5 separate regions of the Sus scrofa genome follow, and all the other regions are linked to region 1. The links are chromatin contacts, called in public Hi-C and HiChIP or PLAC-seq maps. All regions are on one chromosome and are shown on one strand. The core of a region is the stretch at or near the end of the contact, and the rest is flanking DNA. Distances in the headings are between cores, read along the strand shown.

What was found. Hi-C and Micro-C count contacts between places; a contact is called where the count stands out from the background. HiChIP or PLAC-seq counts read pairs in DNA pulled down with a chosen protein or histone mark.
Region 2: a contact with region 1 is called in an H3K27ac HiChIP or PLAC-seq map of skeletal muscle. The contact joins two enhancer-like sites. A contact is called at or near these places in 2 of 2 datasets of contacts at active chromatin or transcription factors (alveolar macrophages and skeletal muscle).
Region 3: an H3K27ac HiChIP or PLAC-seq map of skeletal muscle shows a contact between it and region 1. The contact joins two enhancer-like sites. A contact is called at or near these places in 3 of 47 Hi-C or Micro-C datasets (liver and skeletal muscle) and 2 of 2 datasets of contacts at active chromatin or transcription factors (alveolar macrophages and skeletal muscle).
Region 4: a contact with region 1 is called in an H3K27ac HiChIP or PLAC-seq map of skeletal muscle. The contact joins two enhancer-like sites. A contact is called at or near these places in 2 of 2 datasets of contacts at active chromatin or transcription factors (alveolar macrophages and skeletal muscle).
Region 5: a Hi-C map of skeletal muscle shows a contact between it and region 1, with 2.1 times the contacts expected there. The contact joins two enhancer-like sites. A contact is called at or near these places in 3 of 47 Hi-C or Micro-C datasets (liver and skeletal muscle).

Annotation. Positions count from the first base shown.
Region 1 is chr7:4,374,835-4,379,211 of Sscrofa11.1, reverse strand. No RefSeq gene overlaps it. Among named protein-coding and RNA genes, the nearest start is that of RREB1, 140 kb to the left of the region's middle. Within about 2 kb of position 1,896, at least 4 of the 83 cell types and tissues checked have an H3K27ac peak or open chromatin away from gene starts, as enhancers often do. A contact at or near this core is called in liver and skeletal muscle, where this site is marked.
Region 2 is chr7:4,610,877-4,615,253 of Sscrofa11.1, reverse strand. The region is part of intron 8 of RREB1 (ras-responsive element-binding protein 1); the gene reads right to left. Among named protein-coding and RNA genes, the nearest start is that of SSR1, 73 kb to the left of the region's middle. Within about 2 kb of position 1,908, at least 31 of the 83 cell types and tissues checked have an H3K27ac peak or open chromatin away from gene starts, as enhancers often do. A contact at or near this core is called in skeletal muscle, where this site is marked.
Region 3 is chr7:4,589,956-4,594,332 of Sscrofa11.1, reverse strand. All of the region lies in intron 6 of RREB1 (ras-responsive element-binding protein 1), which reads right to left. Among named protein-coding and RNA genes, the nearest start is that of RREB1, 80 kb to the right of the region's middle. Within about 2 kb of position 1,837, at least 17 of the 83 cell types and tissues checked have an H3K27ac peak or open chromatin away from gene starts, as enhancers often do. A contact at or near this core is called in liver and skeletal muscle, where this site is marked.
Region 4 is chr7:4,224,531-4,228,907 of Sscrofa11.1, reverse strand. No RefSeq gene overlaps it. Among named protein-coding and RNA genes, the nearest start is that of LY86, 120 kb to the right of the region's middle. Within about 2 kb of position 1,882, at least 66 of the 83 cell types and tissues checked have an H3K27ac peak or open chromatin away from gene starts, as enhancers often do. A contact at or near this core is called in skeletal muscle, where this site is marked.
Region 5 is chr7:4,244,547-4,248,923 of Sscrofa11.1, reverse strand. No RefSeq gene overlaps it. Among named protein-coding and RNA genes, the nearest start is that of LY86, 140 kb to the right of the region's middle. Within about 2 kb of position 2,428, at least 16 of the 83 cell types and tissues checked have an H3K27ac peak or open chromatin away from gene starts, as enhancers often do. A contact at or near this core is called in skeletal muscle, where this site is marked.

The sequences.
Region 1 (4,377 bases), core at 647-3,146:
AGCCGAGGTCACGGGCCAGCGCAGGTGATGATGACGTTGCAGGCGTGGTCCATGCGGTGCCTCCCGCTCCGGGCTCCTTGGTAGAAGCCAAGGGCTTTGCCGCCTTGTCTTCCTCTGGGTCGTCTTGAAGAGTTGGAGAGGCATCAGTGACTAAGATGCGGGGTCCAGCTGAACAGGATACGCAGCAGTCTTCCCCAGTTATTACAGAATATGCTCTCATCCTCTCTGAAGGGAGGGTCACTTAAGCCAAAAAATCTTAGCTAATCCTTCACAAAATAAAAGCACAACATTGACAGAAATCTCATCTGAGGGTAGAAAGGTATAAAGAAAAAAAGCATAGCTCGTGATTCTCATCCCTTAAAGATGACGTCAGCTGACCTAGTAGTGTATTTTCCTTGTTTTCCCATATGCTTTGTGGTCATCCAGCGTCTGTATAGATAAGCAATTATGTTTGCCTTCTTCATCGTTTTCATATTATGTGCCTTTCCTAGTGCCATCGAGGTAGGTGATCAGGGAATTTGTGTTCAAGCTCCAGCCTCAGCGCCTGGCATATGCACGAGGAGCTTATTTGTTGAGTGAATATATTAAGTCATTAAAACAGAAATTCCCGGAGTTCCCGTCATGGTGCAGTGGTTAACAAATCCGACTAGGAACCATGAGGTCGCGGGTTCGATCCCTGGCCTTGCTCGGTGGGTTAAGGATCCGGCGTTGCCATGAGCCGTGGTGTAGGTTGCAGACGCAGCTCGGATCCCGCGTTGCTGTGGCTCTGGTGTAGGCCGGTGGCCACAGCATCGATTCGACCCCTAGCCTGGGAACCTCCATATGCCATGGGAGCGGCTCAAGAAAAGGCAAAAAAAAAAAAAAAAAAAGAAATTCTCATTGTGGCTCAGTGGGTTAAGAACCTGACATAGTGTCCATGAGGATGTTGGTTTGATCCCTGGCCTCGATCAGTGGATTAAGGATCTGGAGTTGCCACAAGCTGTGGAGCGGTTTGCAGATGTGGCTCTGATCCAGTATTGCTGTGACTGTGGCGTAGGCTGGCAGCTGCAGCTCCCATTCGACCCCTACCCTGGGAACTTCCATATGCCACAGGTGTGGTTGTGAAAAAGAAAAAGAAAAAGAAAAAGATGTGTCTGTGACCGGTAGCTGTTAAGAGCTACGTGAAATTCCCTGGTGGGCGTGCCCTGATTTATGCAGCTCTGAGCCCGCTGCTGGCTTCCCACGCCTCTGCCGTCCCGAAGCTCTAGGAGGTTGTAGAGGGCACCGGTCTCCTTCTCGCCCCCACTTTTGTACCTGATGTTCCCTCGTTCCTCTGCCCCCATGCCCAGCTAGCATATCCTTGCCTTCTGGGTTGCAGCCTGGCAGACGCTTCTGGCACAGCTGCGATGCCCCTCCCCCCATTAGTTAGAGTCCCTGTCCCTTGTCCCCCAGCCCTCTGGCACACCACCCAGGCTCCTGGCAGCAGAGAGAAGGTGCAGCCTAAATAGGTCATTGAGGAGAACTTACTGACAGACTGTTTACAGAGGCGAAGGCAAGGTTACGGGAAACCAGCAGGGGAAGGCAGCGCACCTGGGCGAGTGTTGGGGAGACCCTGTGCCTGAGGGGCAAGCAAAAGAAGGGGCTCCTGGCGTCCAGAGAAGACTCTGGACAGAAGCTGTGGTAGAGGAACACAGAAAAGGACAGTCTGTGTTCTGCCAGGGGCGGGGGTCCTCCCCCTTTTTCTCCTTCCCCCAGAGCCTTCTGGAGGCCCCCTGACTGGCCAACCCACCAGGAAGCCAGGGAACCTTGGATAGAGCGCCTGGAGGACCCAGCGCCTGGAGGACGCGGTGCCTGGAGGACAAAGTGCCTGGAGCATGCAGTACATGGAGGACTCGGTGCATAGAGGGCACAGTGCCTGGAGGACACAGTGCCTGGGGGACACAGTGCTAAAGGCCGGCAGCCAAGCTGAGGGCAGGGTGGAGGGGGGAGGGCAGTGTACCTGGAGGGGCAGACAGAGCATCCAGAGTTCCGGGGTACCTCTGCCCAGCACCTGTCTGACCCTGGATGCTGCCACTTTTGCACCCCACAGCTCATGAGAGGTCTTCTAGGTCAGGTGCCTTATCTTTAGGGGGTGTTATCCCCCAGGAAATAACTCAAAGGCGGGAACCTGTCCGCAGCACCTCTGTGGATAATTGCGAGGATGAGAAACGCCAGTGGGACGTGCTGCGATCCCGCCCTGGCAGGAGTGCCAGAGGCTCTGTTAACACCTGCCGATGGAGCACGTGGTATCACACACGACAACAGCGAAGCGTGCTGGGTATGACTTTCTCAGACCATGTCGATGTGTCCTGTATAGAAAAAGCTTGGAGGCCGATAGGTCCATGGTCGTTAAGAAGCCCTGGACAGACGCCCTCATCCGTGATCGAGGAGAAAACAGCGGGCGTCTGCTGGAATTCGTCGCAAGTCCCGGCGAAGTAATGACAAGAGTCGGGGCTGACAGCTCATTTTAGGAGGCCGGATGGAAAGCCTCTTGGCTTTTGTCAACTCTTGCTCCAGCCCCCAATATTTGGTTGGCACGGAAGCTCCTTTTCCAAGACCCCGTGGTGGGTTTGGGGCGGATTCGTCGGCTGACAACCAGCAAAGGGTCTTGGAAGTTCCTCGCGGCTTCGCGTGCACGTGCGTCCCTGGAGCGCCTGGTACGAGGCGGACTCTGACTTCAGGGCTGGACGGGGCTGAGGTTTCCCGCTTTGGCGAGGTTCTGGGAACTGCGGAAGCCCTTCTAAAGCCGATGTTTTTTGTTGATAAATATACAAATTACACGACCTCTGTTGCCCCATCTCCAGATGCTGGTGCCCGCCTGGTGGAGCACGTGGCCTCTGGTGGAGAAACCCCGTGTCCTCTGGGCCCCTCCATCAGCCCCAAAGAACGGCCTCAATTTTACTTTGTGGAGCAAATATCGCCCCAATGATGGCTTCAGTGTCCCTGACATAAATATTACCACGTTGAGAAGGCTCTTTCCAAACTGCCACCCTTTCCAGCTCCAGTTATTTTTATGATCATCATCTTATATTTCTCCCATTATCCTCACGTAAGAGGCTTAAAATTCTCCACGGATCCTTCCCAACAGCCCCAGGGCGGTCCTGCAGACTTCGCTGATGTGGAATTCCAAACGCATCGTGACCTAGAGCGAGTCCACTAAACCACCGCGGGAACAGGCCTTATCAGCGGGTAGCACTTGCTGTGTTTCCACGACTCTCAAAGATGCAGTCAGGTGCCGCTGTGGCCGGGCCTTCCTGGAGAATAGCCGCCTGCGGAGGCATGTGTCGGCCGTGACCTCGCCTCCTTTCAGGCATCATCTCATCTCTGCTGAAATGCCTTTCTTTGCACAGGTCCACACAGGACCGTTTCTCCTGTGCTTATAGGGCAAGACGTCTTGGGTTTTACTCTTTGCCCTCACTTCCCATTCAAGAGTGTCAAGAATGCAAATTAAGTTTTTTCCCCTTTTTTGTGGTTTCTTTTTCTTTTCTCTGTTAAATCACTCATTGAATTTATTGCATGTATAGCTGTACAATGATCATCACAATCCAGTTTTACAGGATTTCCATCCCACACCCCCAGCGCATCCCCCCCACCCCCAACCTGTCTCCTATGGAAACCGTAAGTTTTTCAAAGTCTGTGAGTCAGCGTCTGTTCTGCAAAGAAGTTCATTGAGTCCTTTTTTCAGATTCCACATGTCAGTGAAAGCATTTGATGCTGGTGTCTCACTGTCTGACTGACTTCACTTAGCTTGATAATTTCTGGTCCATCCATGTTGCTAAAAATGCCGTTATTTGGTTTCTTTTAATGGCTGAATAATATTCCATTGTGTATGTGTACCACATCTTCTTGATCCACTCCTCTGTCCATGGACATTTAGGTTGTTTCCACGTCTTGGCTCTTGAAAATAGTGCTGCCACAAACATTGGAGTACATGTGTCTTTGGAGTCATGGTTTTCTCTGGATAGATGCCCAGGTGTGGCAAATGAAGTTTCTATTTCCATAGGAGCCATCTGGGGATTTTTAACATTAATTAATTAATTTGACTGTGCTCACAGTATGCGGAAGTTCCCAGGCCAGGGATCAACCTGCACCACAGTGGTGACAATGCCGGATCCTTTAACCATTAGGCTACCAGGGAACTCTTCAGCTGAGGATTTAAAAATTAACTTCTAGATCCAAAAATCTGAGAATAACTCGTGTTATTCTGCCCTATTTTTTCCTTTTCCGTCTGCTCTGTTTTTCCCTCTTTGCTGGATGCTGCTCTTGACTGTCCTGATGGACAGTTGGAGAGTAACGTCACCTGCCGTGATCCTAGGCTCACCTCACAGGGGCCCCAAACCACCTCCTGTGAGTGAGTGC
Region 2 (4,377 bases), core at 659-3,158, 240 kb before region 1:
CAACACCTTTGATTTCCAGTTTTTAGATTCATTACGGTAGAGCAAGAACTTAGGTTTTTTGCAAACCAAACTACAACAGCATCCTACGTCCTTATGGTTATTTCTCTCGACTGTTCACAGGGGTCTTGCTCCCCCTGAATTTCACAGCCACTAAAAAAACAAACCAAACCAATCAGGATTATACACAAGTCTGCCCAACTCAGTTTCACAGAGACTATTCTTTCTTAAAACAAAACAAAACAAAAAGTAATATTTCACTGGCTTATATACTTTTTTTTTCTTTTTAGGGCCATGGAGGTTCCCAGGCTGGGGGTCAATCAGAGCTGCAGCTGCCGGCCCACACCACAGCCAGGGCAACGCCAGATCCTCAACCCACTGAGTGAGGCCAGGGCTGGGCCCAGCCGGCTCCGGGAGGTCCAGGAACCACTCCGTTTGTTGGCTGGGGGTTGGTCCTTTCGGTCTCCAAGGACTTTAATGCAAATGGATGATGTTCTTGTTTGTGCCCAGATCCATGGCCAGTTCTCAAAAAACCCCAAAAGTTAGGCTCTTCAAGTCCCTGAACCAGGGCCCGCCCCGTGGGGATGGACGCCGCAGAGCCGTCCTTTTGCATCACGTGCCTGTAAGGGACACTCCGTCCGGCCTTGTTACTAATTTTTAGAGGACAGCTCATGGCTCTGGGCTGGGGTAGAAACGTGGTGTGATAAACACACGATTGTGGCGTGGCGATTGTGGCGTGGCGTGGGCACTCTGCAGGGACGAGGGCGGAGGAAGAAGCCGTCCGCGGGGCAACTCCCAGCAGGGCTGACAGTGACTTAACCGGCCCCGGCCAGGAAACAAGGAACGGGTAACCACAAATGGAGCGGTTTCCCCAATAACCGTGCCGAGGACCTGCGACGGGTGGTGACCGCGCACACAGACTGCGAGTCAGGCCAAGAGAAAGGTGGAGGCGGAGTCGCCAGCGGGTGACCTACAGAGACAGAAAACAAGGCCACCAAAAATCTGAGAGAAAAAATATTTTAAACCTTGAGGGTCCACAGTTCTGGGCGTAGCTCCCCCCAGGTTGCTACAGTGCCCCTGGGCTCATCTGGGGGTCCTGACCCTCCAGAACAAGGTAAAACGCTGAAGAGCAATCCAAAGAGACCCCCTGCTCCCTGGGGCGCCTGATTTTCACATCCTCCTGTCAAGCTGAGGGCCAGGCACACGATCCTGTCACCGAGAAAGGGTTAAAGAAAACTGCTCTGTTTCATTATGCTAAACGCACTTCTGAAAGACTGCTGTGGCAAGTTCCAAATCTCAGGAAACACTTCTTCAGAATCTCAGCTTTCCCCACAAGCTAAGGGAGAGGACCTGCCGTCCCAGCGTGTAAAGGTGTCAGGTGCTGCCAGGCTTCGGGAGGTCTGGGTTTCCGCACAGCCGGGATCCCAGCCTCTGGGAGGCAGGAGTCAACCCACGTCTAAACAGCCATTCAGTTACCCCATCTTTACGAAAGCGGAAGTAGGAGTGCCGCCTTATAACAGGGACTAAGGGCCGACCCGTTCCCAAGTTCTGCCACGGGAAGAGCACCCAGTTCCTTCTCCGTTTCACTGGAAGGGGTTCCCAGCGAGGGACACGAACCCCTAACTTAAGTGTTGCAAGGCTGAACACACTAAACAAGACCCACGTTCAAATAACAGCATCAGGGAAAGGTTCACGGAGTGTTTGTCACAGTCGGAGGACTGGGGCATGCCCTTCATCCTCACGCGTCCCCACGCCCATCTTCCAGGTGGGGGGACGGAGCCCAGGGTCACGGAGATGCCAGGCTCAGGCAAGGCTGGAGCTGGCTGCCCTCCCTCCACCGCTGGGCTGTCCTTCAGAGGACCAGTGCTGCGGGCAGCCCAGCTCCTGCCACGCCCGTGTCACATCCTCGAGGCCTGCCGTCTTTGTAGCACTCTGGCCCTGTCCTCAGAAGCTAAGAAGGCGGCAGGCACCCTGACTACTTCCTCAGGAGACTGAATTTCTTACTCATTATAGCGTTTTAACCGAGGGACTGACATTCCTTTTTTAAAGGGATTTCATGCTTCGTTTTCCCTGTTCTGTCTCCAGAGGCAAGGAGGGGTGAGTGCAAACAACCTCTGGTCGGGGCCCCACCCAGTTCAGACATTCCTCTCCCCCTGCCCACCCCTGCCCTCCCTCCAGGCCCAGCCAGAGAACTGACATCCAGCAGCTGCACTAATCTCTCCCAGTTGCCAGGAGCAACAGTGATGGCCCTGTGACAGGGCCCTGGCCCGCAGCGGCCTGCCCTCCCCACGCCCAGGAATCCGCCGGGCTGCACACCGCGTCCTGACGCCCTGCCCGGGCTGTTCCACCGAAGCGGCGTGGTGTGAAGCGGGGCAGGTCCAGGGGCTGCTCTGCGGGTGGGCTGGCGGGAGCCCAGGAGCCGAGTCTCGGAGGGGCCGTGGGCAGGATAGGGAGGGGGCAACCCTGCCCAAGGTGCCTCCGGCTTCCGGCTACGGAAGGGCACATGCCCTCCCCTCGCTCAGCCCCCAGCATCGTTTCCAATCTGCTCCACCTGGCTGAGCCTTGGAGACCCAGGGACTCTTAAATTTGAGATGCTGACGAGGATTTTGTCATGCCCTCTCCCTATTTTTAGGTTGACATTTAACAAGCACGGGACCAGCGCCATGGGAATCTCTGTTAGGGTCCCCTGCAGATGACGGGCGGGGGCGGGGCAGAGGCAGCGGGGTGCAGTGAAGGGAGCCGAACACTCCTCGGAGCACCGGAGACTCCAGAGGAAGAAGGTTCTGGCACCTCTCCCCCACCCTGGCGGCACAGGGAGCTGCCCCTGCAGAGCCCACCAGGTTCCCCTGGCACGAACTCCCACTGCAGATTTAGGGGTGTCTGTCTCACAAACATCCAGGATCCCGTCGGATGGGGCAGAGGCCCTGAGCCGGGCAAGCACATGGGGGCGCCACGGCATCGGGGGTAAAATGCCAAGGGCAGCTTTCGGCCTGCCAGCCAAGCTTGGACAGCAGGCCACCGGCCCACCTGGCCTCAGCCTGACCCCCTTCACTCCGCGAGAATGGCTCACTCACTGTTTTCTGACGGCCCTTAAGGGGCCCTGTCTCCACCGTCACTGCTTTTCTCTTAAGTCTGGTCAAGCGCCTGGCGCACAACAAGCGTTCATTCATTTGCCAGATGCAGTTTAACTGAAATAATTTTTAAATTATTGAAATAATTTAACTGAAACAATTTAAAAATTATTTATTACCTGATCTCCTTTCATCCAGAAGCCACATAAGATTAGGTAACTTTTGCCAGATTCCACCCCCAGCTGCAGCCACAGAGCCACTGGACCACCCAGATGCCTCCTCTCGCAGCCCAGCCCCCACGACAAAGCCCTCCCAGCCTCAGGTGGGCCTGCCCTGGCGCAGGGGGCTGCGGGGGGGCTTGGAAGATGCCTGTTTTCATCGAGGTGGGCTGCAGTTTCACCCCGTGCGCCGGATTGCGAAGATATCATATGAAAACCAGAATGTAAACACAGCACTGACGACTTCTGTAGTGGCACCCCATGCTGGATGTACTGGTATGTCGGCAACGCATGACTGACTCTGCTACTTCTTTTTCTTTTTAGAAGGTGCTACTGGAAATCCTGAAAGGGCCCTCAGCCTTTCTGCAGTGGTCGGGCTGACCTGGACTCCTTCCCGCCCAGCGCGGATGGCCTGTTACCCTGTTCTATTCTTAAACCAAGCACAACGTTCAACACCGCAACGTCCCCGCAAGGGATGTCCTCTCCACACCACCTGCTCGCTGGACGCTCTGTCCGTCACCTCCAGCTCCAAGGGCCAGTTCCCAGTGAGCCTGCGCTTCTCGTCTGGGGGGCTGCGCGGAGGGGCCCAGCTGCCGCCCGTCCTGCAGAGGCGCAAGCAAACCCGACCCTCACCCTTGGGGCGGCTCGAGTCTTGGTTTTGCTCTGTGCTCACACTTCACTGATTGGAAACACAGGGGACTTCGGGCGAAAGGCCTCAGTGTTTACACGGGTCTGGATCGCCAACACCTTTTATTAAGGAACAACGGCACCTTGCCAGCTTCGGGGACAGGGGTAAGGGCAGGAGAGGGAAGCCAACAGCTGTTTTGAGTTAAAAGCTTTCTGTCTGAACTGGCAGCATGTCCCAGCGTGGCTCTGCTGCCTTTGGGGTTTGCAAATGGAGCTGGTGCCTATTTTAGCCCCGGGTTAACAAGCGGTCTCTCTCACCAGCTCCTGTCACAGTTCACTGCCCGGCTGGGCCCTGCTGGCTCACGCCTGCCCCCGCGGCATCCTCTGATAGCAGGCTATTATGTGGAGGGCAGAGCTGAGAGGAGAAAAGGGAAATGAACTCCGTTCTGTAATCAGCTCCTCTG
Region 3 (4,377 bases), core at 588-3,087, 220 kb before region 1:
TGTGGTCTCGTCTGTCACGGAGCAGGTCACATTTCTGAGCAGCGCATGCTTTCTTCCCGCATAACAGGAGCACATAAGCCTCTGCTCCTGAAGACTGCCCACTCTCCGGCGGCATCCGCAGGGCCTGCACCTGCTGTGCTCGGGGGCAGATAAAGGCAGGCCCACTGCGGGGGGAGCAAGACAAGCAGGAACCCCCTGCCTCCCCTGCACCTCTGACACCCACACCTGGACGGTTACACACCCCTGCTCTCTGGAGGGTGTGCCGGCGCCCGAGGGGACCTCTTCCGAGGATGGAGGAGTGAGTTAGAAAAGCCTGCTCTGGCTCCTGCCAGGGTCTCTCTCCTGCGTGTCCCTAACATGATATGCGCCCCACGACCCCCTGCACAGCTCCAAAGTCCACAGTTCCTAAGATGAGGAGCAAAATGGATGTTAATTCCCTATTTTATAATTACGATTTTCCAAAGAAAAAGACCCATTTCAGAGATTGGATTCTTTCCAAATGAGATCCCTTTCAATCCTTTCAAGTATCATCACTTCTTCACAGCTCTGCCGTCTGGCACTTTCTGGAAAGTTGTGCAAACTGCAAAGCTCAGTGCCCTTTTTCCTACACTGCACGCTCCCAGAGGGCGGGCCCTGGCTCAGTTTCCCAGGTTTGTTTTGGAAGACAAGCACGGCTCAATCCAAACTTTCAACATGGGAGCAGACTGATAAGGAGTTCTGGGAAGTTAAAAGCCGGAGCCACGGGGATGTTTCCATGATACGTGTTTTGCACTGTGATGGCAGCCTATTATTCTGCTCAGGAACTAGGCTATTTAGAAAGGTTTGGGATAAAGGATTTTCAAACCTCAAAAACATGAGAATCTGCAGACAGGGATGTGGCAACTTGAAAAACTATACCGGATATGATACTAAATTGAGACGGTCTCTCCTCCAAACTTTTTCAAAATAAGCTGGAACTGGCATCACTCTAAGTCTCCCTATTTACCAAATATACAATTCCTTTTTATTTTTTTACATTTGTAAAGTTTTGGTGGCATTTTATTTACTGATTTACAAAGTGGTGATAATTTCTGCTGCACAACAAAGTGATTCTGTTACACTTTACACTTGCTTGCATGTATTTATTCATTTATTTATTTTTGTCTTCTTAGGCCTGCACGTGTGGCATGTGGAAGTTCCAGGGCTAGGGGTCAAACTGGAGCCGTAGCTGCTGGCCTACACCAAAGCCACAGTAACTTGGGATCCAAGCCTTGCCTAAAACCTACACAACGGCTCATGGCAACGCCGGATCCCTAACCCACTGAGCGAGGCCAGGGATGGAGTCCATGTACCCATGGATCCTAGTCAGGTTTCGTTCATCGCTGAGCCAGGATGGCAACTCCCCACACTTGCCTTCGAACGAAGTTTTAAACTCTGTGTGCAGTGTAGGTAATGGGCTTATTAATGCTACACTGCAACTATCAACGTGACCACACGTAATTTGATCTGCTACCTGATTCTGTGAAATGTTTTTTTTTTAAATAAATATGACGGTTCTACTGGTTGACGGTCCTCTCATAAAACGACAGTGAAGGAAACACTACAGAAGGACTGATTAGCCTCATAAACAAAGACAACAAATGAACTCTCATAAAATGACTCGTGGCCAAAGGAGAGAGAGTTGCTTTATAAAGTGGGTAGCTGCAACGAGTATCTCCTCATCAGCTAGGAATAACTGGAAATGGAGAAGGATGCAGCTCTCGAGGTCCACACTGTGAGATGCATAGTGAAGCCCTCTAGGGGTTAAAGCAACCAAAATCTGGGGTGGAGTCCAGATCTGCCTCCTCCAGCACGCCGCTGGGCAGTAAACACGGGCAAGGCGGGGCTCAGCCAGGAAACTTGAGTGCGTGCACACATACGCAGGCACACGGCACTTGGGCTCGTGTAGATGACCTTGAGAACGGGGTGAGCCGGGGGCTGAGGGCAGGGGCACTGGACCAGCCTTGTGCGATTAGGCCTCGGAGAACCCGACCTACAAGTCCACACTACAGGGACTCACATCACAGAGGGGTCCTGCAGCCCTGAGGGGAGGGACTGACACTCAGCACAGAGTCCTGTCACAGGTAAGGGGGCCCAGGGCAGGTGACAGTGAAGGCAGAACAGGGCCCTAGGGGTAGGTGCCCAGCCCTGGCCATCGGCTCCCGGCTCAAGAGTCCCAGCTGCTGCCACAGATCTTGAAAGCAGCAGCAGCAGCAGCAGAAGGAAAATGAGACACAGAACTTCTTGGTTTTGAGCAGCAAACACACAGTCCACTGACTTCCTTTCACGCCTAGAAAAATCAAACAAGGATGCAGCTACTCCAGACTCGGGCCCTCACTCTTCTTTTTAATTCCTGCACACACATCCCAGCGGGGCTCTGGCCCCTGATTAATGTAACACAGGTATTTGCTCAGGAGAGATCACAGCTCACCACTGGAGTATCAGATTCTGGAACAGATCCACCAGGACAAATAAATCTAACTCTACTCTCTCTGGCACATTTTTGTAAGTGTTTTCACATTTTTATACACATTTCTTTCCAAAAGCACAGTTTCACCAACAAGGGAAGGTGGTGCTGATTGCGACTGAGGACTGAAAACCAAGTGCTCTTTTAACGCATTGTTTGCGATTTTCTACAGAGAAGATGAAATAAAGGCAGTGTGATCAACTCAAATATTCTAAATAAAGTTTTGATGTTTAAATTACCAGTTTAATCTAGGAAAGAACAAAGGGAAAAATAACTTCTTCATTCATTTTCTGGCATTATATGACTGTTCAGCCGTTACACCTTCCCTCAGTGGCACAAAGAACAACGACATTAATGACCATTTATTTAAATTTATTTCTAAGTCCTAGTTAACTAACCATTATCTTATGTGCTTGGCATGTGTTAAATCATGAATCCCCTGCAATGTTCCAATTGGCACAGTAGCACCGCCTTCTACAGATGAAGTGACCAAGACACAGGGAGGTCAATGAACCTGCCAGGGTCACACAGCTCGGAGTGCTCACCTCTCGAAGGTGATCACAGGGGTGCCTTCAGCTCTGAAAGCACCAACTCAGAAAGACCCCCGACCCAGCACACTTCCATGGTACCCTACAAGCCTTCAAAATGCTCCCACAAACACTCACTGCGTTTGAGCACAAGTTCTGAATGAGGTTTTGCTATGCCCTGTTGGTAAAGCAGAGAAAACTGGAGATTTCCGAAAAGTTCTACAGAACTGGGACTAGAACTCGGCCCCCCAACGATTAGCCCCCTCCTTCAAATCAAGATGACTCACAATAAATGAAATCAGCACAAAATCCAAAATTAGCACAAATGAACACCCTAAGGCCTGCTTTAACAATACTTGTAGGAGCTCCCATTGTGGCTCAGCAGGTTTAGAACCCAACCAGTATGTGTGAGGGCACGAGGACGTGGGTTCGATCCCTGGCCTCACTCAGTGGGTTGGTTAAGTATGTGGTGCTGCAAGCTACAGTGTATGTAGGCTGGCAGCTGCAGCTCCAATTTGACCCCTAGCCTAGGAACTTTAAGGGCTTCAGGTGCGGCCCTTAAAAAACAAACTTGTCAACAGCAATTTACCAAAAACTCCAATATGCACTGTTCATAAATGAGAAACATATCTTAGGGTACTATCAAGAGTTGTGCTATAAAAAATTCAAGGTCATTTCTGTTTATCCATGACCACACTCAGCAGACCCACGGGCAGCGCGGCTGAGAACGGCTACCTGTGAACATCACACTCTACAGTGACACGCAACTGTTTCGAAAGACGGCAGAGCTGAAAGAGTGCTTTTTTCTAATATGCAAAGTGACAAAAAGCTACATCAATTATTTTTCATGGCCTCTAAGCTTAAGTTCAAACCTCGGCACCGACTTTGATCCTAAGCAAGTTTCCTCTTCTGTGAAAAGGGATGATAACTGAATAAACCTTACAGGTAGAACACACAAAGATCAATGCAGATCGATGAGGAAACAGAAGACTTGAACAATATGTAAATCAGCTGAAGTGACAGTACATCAAGGGTACACTCCACACAACAAAAACAGTATGTACATTTTTCTCAAACAGACATGGGACATTCTCTAGTTCAGACCACATGCTAGGCCATAAAACCAGCCTCAATGAATTTAAAAGAACGGAAATCATAGAAAGTACGTCCTCCAACTACAGTGGAATCAAATCAGAAGTTAATAATAGCAAAAAGTTTGGCAACTTGCAAATATGTGGAAGTTGAACATATTCCTAAATAACCAAAGAAGAAATCACAGAGAAATTAGAAACTACTTCGAGATGAATAAAAAAGAAAACACAACGTACACAAATTTATGGGATGGGATGAAAGCAATGCTTAAAG
Region 4 (4,377 bases), core at 633-3,132, 150 kb after region 1:
GGCAAAGGAGGCTGAGAAGAGAGGGGAATCGGGACAGGGAAGAAAAATCCAGAAACGGTGGCCCTAAGGGGGCCAGGAGGGGAGAGGGGGTTTCTGTCTTGCACCCAAGCTCAAGGGTCTGGAAAGATGGCTGAGGTAGGTGACATGGAGGCCAGCCGTGACCTTGGCACGAGTGGAAGTCGGATTGGATTGGGTAAATGTTTGGAAGGAGAGAAAGTGGATATAAACTGTGTTGACAGCTCTTTCAAGAAGCTTGGCTGTCGGAGTCCCCACCGTAGCGCAAGGGGATCAGCGGCGTCTCGGGACTGGCTGGGCAGGTTCGATCCCCCCGCCAGGCACAGTTTAGGTGGAGACTGGCCTGGGAACTCCACATGCCGCAGGGCAGCCAAAAAAGAAAAACAGAAGGTTGGCTATAATAGACGAGAGCAGTAAATGGAAGTGAAAAAAACTGTTTTCAAGCTTCTGGGGCGGGGGGGGGGGGGCGCAGTGGAGAGGGAGGGGCAGAGAGGAGTAGCGGGGTCAGTGAGGGACTGAAGCCCTTAAGTCACCTGCCTTTGATGCTTGCTGGGTGCTTCTGCCTTTCAAACAGAAGGGATGCCCACGGCATTGGGTGCCTGCCCATGACGGGCGTCTGTAGGCTTGGTTTGTGTTATTCTGATGAAGTTTGAGTCTAGGTCAGTGTGTCCACTTTGGTCACATTATTAGAATCCCCCAGGGAGCTTTTCAACCTCCCTTATGTCCAGGCTCACCTCGCAGGCTCATTACATCAGAATCTCTATGTTGGAATCCAGGCATGGGGGGGGGGTTTAAAGTCCCCCCACCAGCCAGGCCAGAGCACAGCCCCCGAGGGATCAGGGTCTCTGCTGGAGGTCAATGGGGGGGGGGGTCAAGGGAGTAAACTCTGGGAGCAGAGGCCACTCACCAGTGCTGGCGGCAGCAGCATGAGGCCCTCCCGAGGTGGGTGATGCTGCGGTTCCCGTGCCGACTGTCTGCTTGGCTCCATGCTTACCTCCGCAGAACCACCTGCTGGATTTCAGGTTTGAGGGCAGCAGGTGGTAGAGGCTTTAACTTCCATGCCTCCATTTCACCATCTGAAAAATGGACGTAACGGCACCGCCTTCTGGGATCCAGTGCAGTTCTGGGCACACAGCTTCGGGCAGCTCATAAAAGTCACCATTCGCATCTGCACATAACCCTCCTAGGGTGCGAGTTGGGGCAGCAGTGAGTGAGAAGGATAGATGCGCACTGTACAGACGAGCTTGTTCAACAGGCCGTGAGGACTCTGGAGGGATTTCGGTCTGCGGGGATCTGCTTTTGGAGTCCTGGAGACGGGGGCGGGGGGAGGGGGAGCAGGAGATCTGGCCACTCGGGCCGTCCTCACAGGGCCCCGGTGCACTGTCCTGCTTGGACTTTGTTGCTTTCCATCTTTTCTGGAACATTCCGGCCAGCGCACAGCTTAGGGAGCAGGTGATGAAAGATTAGGGCTCCCATTACCCGGGCTGATGGAGTGGTATCTAGTAAGCGGGACAGGGAGAGCCAGAAGCCTGGTTCTCATCCTCCCTGCTGGTCAATTACCTGACTGGCTACGGTCAGTCGGCATGAGTGACAAGGGGCACATTTTTCTAACTGGCTCCCGCAGGGCCTCGCCATCAGCTGAGAAGCAAGCCTCTGCCGTGAGGTGGGGCTCTGGGCTAGCCACGCGGAACAGGAGATACTTATTGGAGCGGCTTCTTATCTCTGGTGTGCCTTCCTCCAGGGGACCTGTAGTCATTACGGGAACCCTTACTTTGCTAAGTCCCGGCCAGCGACGGCGGTGTGCGACTCTCACTGGCGGCCATCTTGCCCACAGAGACTACAAGTCCCAGCATTCATCGCGCGCGTCCCGGCCACGCCCCCTGCGAGCGGGGAGGCCCGGGCCAGCCCTCGCCGCCCTGGTAGATGTCCTTCCGTAAGTCAGGCGAGCTCGCAGCCTGCCACCCCGGCCTCAACTTGGGTACACGCTTTGTTTCAGTGCAGCGGTGGCGGCCCGTTGGTCCCCGCGGTTTCTTTACCCCGTGATGAGCCAGGAAAAGCAGATCTGCGGCAGAGAGCTGCCCCAGGGCTCATTCATTCCACCATCCACCAGAACACTGGCAAGACGGAGGGTTTTGTCAGATGGGAGCTGGGGTAGTGAATAAAAAAAGTGAAACCAGATGTTCTTCCCTCTGGTTGCTTCATATCCACGCAGGGGCTTGGAGGAGGAGGCCGTAAAAATGTCACAGCCCTTGATTCCTGAGGCCAGATTTACGCTCTGTGTAACCTTCCACCATAAATCCCCCACCTCGCTGGAGCGTCGGCTTCTGAAGGGGCAGAGCCCAGCTGCAGCGGTGACCAGAGGCTGCAGAGGATGCAGAGTGGACGAGGCGGGGGAGCACGGGGGCAGGGAGCCTGGCTGGGAATCAGCGGTTGCTTTTCAAGAATTTTCAAGTGGGCAAAAGATGTTCCAGGATTGACTTGGAGTTTGGCCTTCTTGGGAGATAAGCCAGGCTCTATTTTGCATTTTAGCCTGAAAGGGAACATGATTGCTCTTTGGAAAGTACTGGTAGAAGCAAGAGAACTCAGTAAGGACGGAACCCAGAGAAGCAGGGTTGGTCCAAGTGCCCCTAGGAGGAAGGAGAGGTGGACACTGCCCCAGGAGGGGGCATCCTCCAGAAGCTGGAATGTGCCCTCAGAGCTGCGGGAAGGGGAAGCCCTGGGACTCTGGCTTTGCAAGGACCGTCCTATCTGCCATGGGGGGATGGGCCTGTGGGGGTGGGTCACGAAGGAAGCAACAGCTTAGGAGGCTCTGACCAAAGTCCAGGCAAGTGATGACGGTGGCTTGGTCCAGGTGGAAGCCACAAACACGGAGAATGGAGACTGGGCTCAGATGGGAAGAAGCAAGGATGCCTCCCAGTTTCTGGTGAGCGGCTGAGTAGACAGTGGTGACGCCACTGAAACGGAAGCCTAGAGGAGCTTCAGGTCTGTTGAGGGGATTAAGACTTGGGTTTAGACACATTTAGAAATGCTTATAGAGAATTCCCATTGTGGCTCAGTGGGTTAAGAGCAAAGAACTGGTATCCATGAGAATGCAGGTTCCGTCCTTGGCCTTTGCTCAGTGGGTTAAGGATCTGGTGTTGCCGTGAGCTGTGGTGTAGGTTGCAGATGCGGCCCAGGTCCCCTGTGGCTGTGGCTGTGGTGTAGGCTGGCAGCTGCAGCTCCAGCTGGACCCCTAGCCTGGGAACTTCCATATGCCACAAGTGCGGCCCTAAAAAGAGAAAATAAAGAAGAAACACTTAGAGACACCTCCAGGGATGCTTTAGTGACCTGGTGGGGGTGGGGTCTAGAGATGGGAAGAGAAGCGGGGGCTGGGCTCTTCGTTATGGAAGATACTTAAGAAGATAGGCGTGAAGCTCCTGCTCAGGCCACAGCTGCCCTGTACTAGTGATGCCCTGTACTAGCGAGTGTGGTCACCTCCTGACCTTTGTATAGCTGCCAGCCAGTGCCAGGGGGCCTTGGGTCATGGCTGCAGACACACGGGTGACAGTCCTCCCACCTGCAGTTGGCGTCTCTCCATCTTCCCAGCTGGGCTCATGAGGCCGCCACGATTTCACTGCAGGCCTTCCTGGTAGCTGCCGGCCTCTGGTGGCCCTTCCCACGTGACAGGAAACCTCCTTACCAGCCTGACCCCAGACCAGCGGCAGTCTCCCCAAGTTCTCCATTTCTGTCTTTTTTGCATCATCTGGCTCGAATGTTCTGCTCTCTTAATATGTCTCCAGCTTGTTGACATTTTTACAGTGGGCATAACCTTATTGTTTCATTATTAGTCATTAAATAGGAATGATTTGCTTTTTCGTTTGGGCCATGTGGCTAAGAGTGTTGCACTAGTTTCTAGCACCTTCTAAACGGCCAAGTTCCGATAGCTTGAAACAATGCTTCTAGGAATGTGTCTAAACAGCTGGTGGTCAGGATGCCAGTCAGAGATGCCCACTTGCAAGGAGGCAGGTGGCACCAAACCCTGCTGTTCATGCTTATGGTGGCTGGTTGACTTCTATTTTGCATAGCAATTTTGGCTTTTATTTGTTCTAATTAAATAGGAACAACCTTCCGTTCAGTGAATTCTTCACATAAGATGCCTCAAATAACCCTCCCTTCCCCCGCCTCCAAATAAGGCTGAAAACAGATGCTGTTTGTACCAGAGAGTTAAAAGCTACACTTGTGTGGCTGAAGCCAGGACACATGCACGGGGAACAGCTGAGAGGTTTCTTGTGGTCCAGTGCAGGGGCTCTTGTGGTCCAGGGGGATCTGATTCATCACCCAGGAGAGGCTGGAACTTGTGCTGCTCTGCTTCTCTCTCCCCTG
Region 5 (4,377 bases), core at 1,179-3,678, 130 kb after region 1:
TATGTGTATGTGTGTGTGTGTGTGTGTGTGTTGCCTTGTTCCCCTGCACGCCAGTAGACATGGTCTCGGTAGCATCTTTCAGAGCGCCGTGCACCTGGTCTGGCTTGAGCAGAATAAGCCTGTGTCTGGAGTGTAATTAGCATTTGAATTAGTGACATGAGGATAAACAGGTGATTAGCCCATTTAACAGCTGTTGAACTGTGTTAAAGAGACCATGTCTGACAGCTCGAGCCTCAAATGTAGGGTTTCTTAACAAATGATTAAGAAAAAAAGAGCTATGTTTTTGAATAAATGAAAATAGGCTTTCAAAAATTAAGTCCCTTCAACGTGCTTTAAACAAAACGAAATTAAATTGATTTCTATTCCTAAATCAAGTGGCAAATAATCACCTTTCGAACTTGCTGCCTTTTGTCTGAAGAGCTCAGAGAGCTCTGTGGACTTTCTCCCAACACCCCTCCAGTGAGATGAGTCCTTAGCACTGACTCAGGGTCTTTTGCCTGTGGGGAAACTAAGTCATAGGTGGTCCCCACTGACTTCCCTGGAGCCACCTGCAGAAGAAGAAACAAAACCAGAACTCTCTTGAAACATCAGCTCTTGTTGGGCTTGGCAAACATCGAATTGAGATTTTTAGAGTCAGGAACAGGTGAGAACATTTTTATGGTACACAACGTGTTTTTTAATCTTGACAGTTTTCTTTAATTACGTGTTTGGGATGTGAGCTGCGGGAACCTTGCAGTCTGACTTGGCAGGGGCGTCACGGAGCCTCTTGTTGTTCCTCTTTGCTTTGTTTTCATGTCGCTTTTATGCTTCTTGACTTATTCGCCTTAAGCTTTAGGTTCCTGGGGTTTAAGGTCAGACCAGAGGCAGAGCTTCCACAGGTTCCGCAGGCCTTACAACCAGAGGTCTGGGTTTTCCAGAAGTTCTACGAAAGTCGGCACAGCTTTCTTGGGGCCGGCCTCGCCTTGGTGATGAAGCAGCAAAACCTGAGCCAAAGGCGAGCTGGGCAGAGGGTGACTTTGCTAAAGCCGATGCTGCTTTCTCACTGTGGACGTGAGTGCCCAGGCCCCCAAACCACAGAGGACCCCATGGACAGAGACCGCCTACCAGCTCCCCTGAGTGTCTTTTCCACTCCAGTTTCCCCCGCCTAACACTGGGAAGCCAAAGTCATTTATTCCTGGGCAAAACAAAAACAAACAAACAAAAAACTCATTAAAAATGCTTTTCCTGGAGTTCCCTGGCAGCCTAGCAGGTTAAGGGTCTGGTGTTGTCACTGCAGTGGCTCCGGTTGCTGGTGTGATAGGGGTTCAATCCCTGAGCCAGGAACTTCCGAGGGATCATGGCCACGGCCAAGAAAAAAAAATGCTTTTCCTGTCAAAGAAATAAGAACCATTATTCTTTAGGAAGCTGACTTTTACACTTTGTGAAAAAGTCAAAGTCATACCAGCACTGGATTCTTTCCTTTTGAGCCATCAAACTCCTAGAGCAGGTGTTTAGATCTGAGGGACGACGGTCAGGAGCCTCGCCCGCCCATGGGCAGTTGACCTGCCTCTGGTGTACTATTTACGTTCAGGTAAACAATGCCTTTTCATTTTTCCACTGTCGGCAGGATAGTCCAAGGATCAGATCACCCTAAACGGTGATCTGGCACATGATTGGCCGCAGAGGACGAACTCACGTGTCGTGCTTTTTTTCCCGGAGGCAGCGGTAATGAGGAGGATTAGAATAGGGTTGGGTTAAATTCAGCTTCCGCTATAGATAGCCCAAAGATTTCGTGGGATAGGCTTGTAAAAATCCATTTGTTGTTTATCTGAAAATCTCATTTAATTGGGCACCCTGTACTTTTAAAATTTGCTAGATCTGGTTGGCTAGTCGGGTTAGAGCTGGAAAGTCTTCACTGGACAGCATCCTAGCATCCTGCATCCTGAGAGATTCCCAGCATGCTCTCTGTTCCATTTTGTTTGGCTTGCACCTCTAGATGAGCCCGCGGTTCTTGTGGCTGCTGCCTCCGTCCCCATGAGAAAGACGGAAAAATGAGTTTGTAAGGATCTCTCTGATCCTCAGTGAATACCTTATATGAATGAAGTTATCACTTTAAATGAACCCCGTCAGCGGCCCTTGTTACCTCAACTCCTAACATCTGCCTTCAGGCCATGAGGGCCGGGGGGCGGAAGGGTGGCAGAGGGTGGGAGGGGAAAATCTGGAAGATGCAATGATTAGACCCACTCTCCCCTCCGCTGTTCTAGAATAGCTCTAGCGGCAAAGAAGAAACGCGGCATCGCCGAGGGATATCTTCTGCTCTGAGCGATGCTTCTGCTCCTGGCAAAGTTTTCAATGTGCTTCCTTCCCGGGTGTCCCGGTCTATTGTTTTCAGCTGGGCTCCGCACGGAGCTGGAGCGCTGAGTCTCCTTCTATAAACTGACCCCTGGTGGTTGCTATAGCAACTGCAAAGGGAGCGCCCTGAGCTGGGTAAACAAGGCTGATTCCCAGGGCTGGGCCGGGGGAGTCCCGTGTGCCTGAGAAGGGGTTTCTGGGGCGAGTCGGAAAGGCTGCAGGACAGCCCCCCTCATTCCCTCCCCGCCCACTGCCCCACCCCTCTCGCTCCCCCTCCCCCCTCCCTCCCTCCTCCCTCCTTCCTCGCCTTCCCTTTGCCCTCTCCCCTCCCACCAGACCAGGATGTGGGAGGGAAGCGTGCAGGGGCCTGCCTTTGACGCCGGGGAGCTGAACACCGTACCCCTGAAACGACATCTAAACGTTCCCCTAGAGCCCTAGGCTAGAGATGTGCCAATCTGACCCTGACAAACCAACCACCTGTGTCGCTGCCACACCTGCTTCAGGCCCGAGCTGCCGTGGGTGATGCGGGCCGGGGCTTCGCGGCCTCGGCGGCGCTCTGGGGTAATCCCGCAGGCGGAACCCGAGACAGAAGCGCAAGGTTTCTGAGGCCTGCGTGGCTCGCCTGAGGCTTTTTCCTGTTTTGGAAGGAATGATGGCGAAAGACATGTGGTACCTAAGAGGGCTGTGCCTCTGACCCTCAACACAGACACACGCAGCACACATCTGCACACACGTGCATGCACATGCAACACACATGCACACACACGTACACCCATACACACCCACACAAACAATACACACATGTACACATGTACACAGAGATACATAGTAACATATACATGCATACATATACATGTACACACATGCACACATGAATACACATGTACACACACAAGTACCTACACGCATATGAACACAATACACATGCATACACACGCACACATACGCATGAATACACTCACATGCAGACACATCAATACATAATACAGGTGTGTACACAAACATACACACTTCCATATACATCCATAATATATAGGCAGGTATATACATATTCATATACATGCAAACGCACATACACCTGCTGGCAGGAAGCCTTCCGCATGTAACAGCAGAGGGTGTATCTTCAGTTTTCTCTGGTTAGTTCTCTCCTGCCCTCATCCAGTTGAAAGTTTTGTATGTTAATATGAACTCTGTGGCGCATCTCACACCACGACTTGCCTGGAGGCCTCCTAAAAAGTTCCTCCACACGGATGGATTGAGGGGAAATCTGGATTTTATATTTTTCACAGGCCAGTACAGGTTTTCATTTTTTTCTATAAAAATCAGTATTTCTGGAGTTCCCATTGTGGCTCAGTGGTTAACAAATCCGACTAGGAACCATGAGGTTGCGGGTTCGATCTGTGACCTCGCTCAGTGGGTTAAGGATCCTGCGTTGCTGTGGCTGTGGTGTAGGCCGGCGGCTACAGGTCTGATGTGACCCCTAGCCTGGGAACCTCCATATGCCACGGGTGTGGCCTGAGAAAGACAAAAAAAGACAAAAAAAATTCAATATTTCTCAATTTCCCTGATGGGAAGTCTAGTATAAAGAACTATATTTACTTTTATAAGAATTGTTTTTATGGGATTCTTAATTTTCTAAAGTGTTCACACAATAGAATCTATTATTTCATTAGCTCCTTATAGTGAGCTCCAGAATCATATAGGGAAATTGATTGTACCTCTAATCAGTTCTTCAGATGAGGAAACTGATATATGAGAGATTAGATATGACTATATTACAGGGATATTAGCGCTTAAAACTTTGGATATAAAAGAAATTATCAAGGTCTGAGTTGGCAGTATTACTAAGGTGTCTTTCTGTATTTATATGACTCTAGATAGTAAAGAAAGTTTACATAAGCTATTTTATGTAGAAACTACAAAGGTTTATATTTATACAGCATTTTCCTCCAGTACAGTCAAATATCTTCTATTTAGTAGTATTCTTTACAGTATCTTTTCACAGTAGGTGACCAGGTTCTATTGGTTTGGTCCCATTCTTTTTTT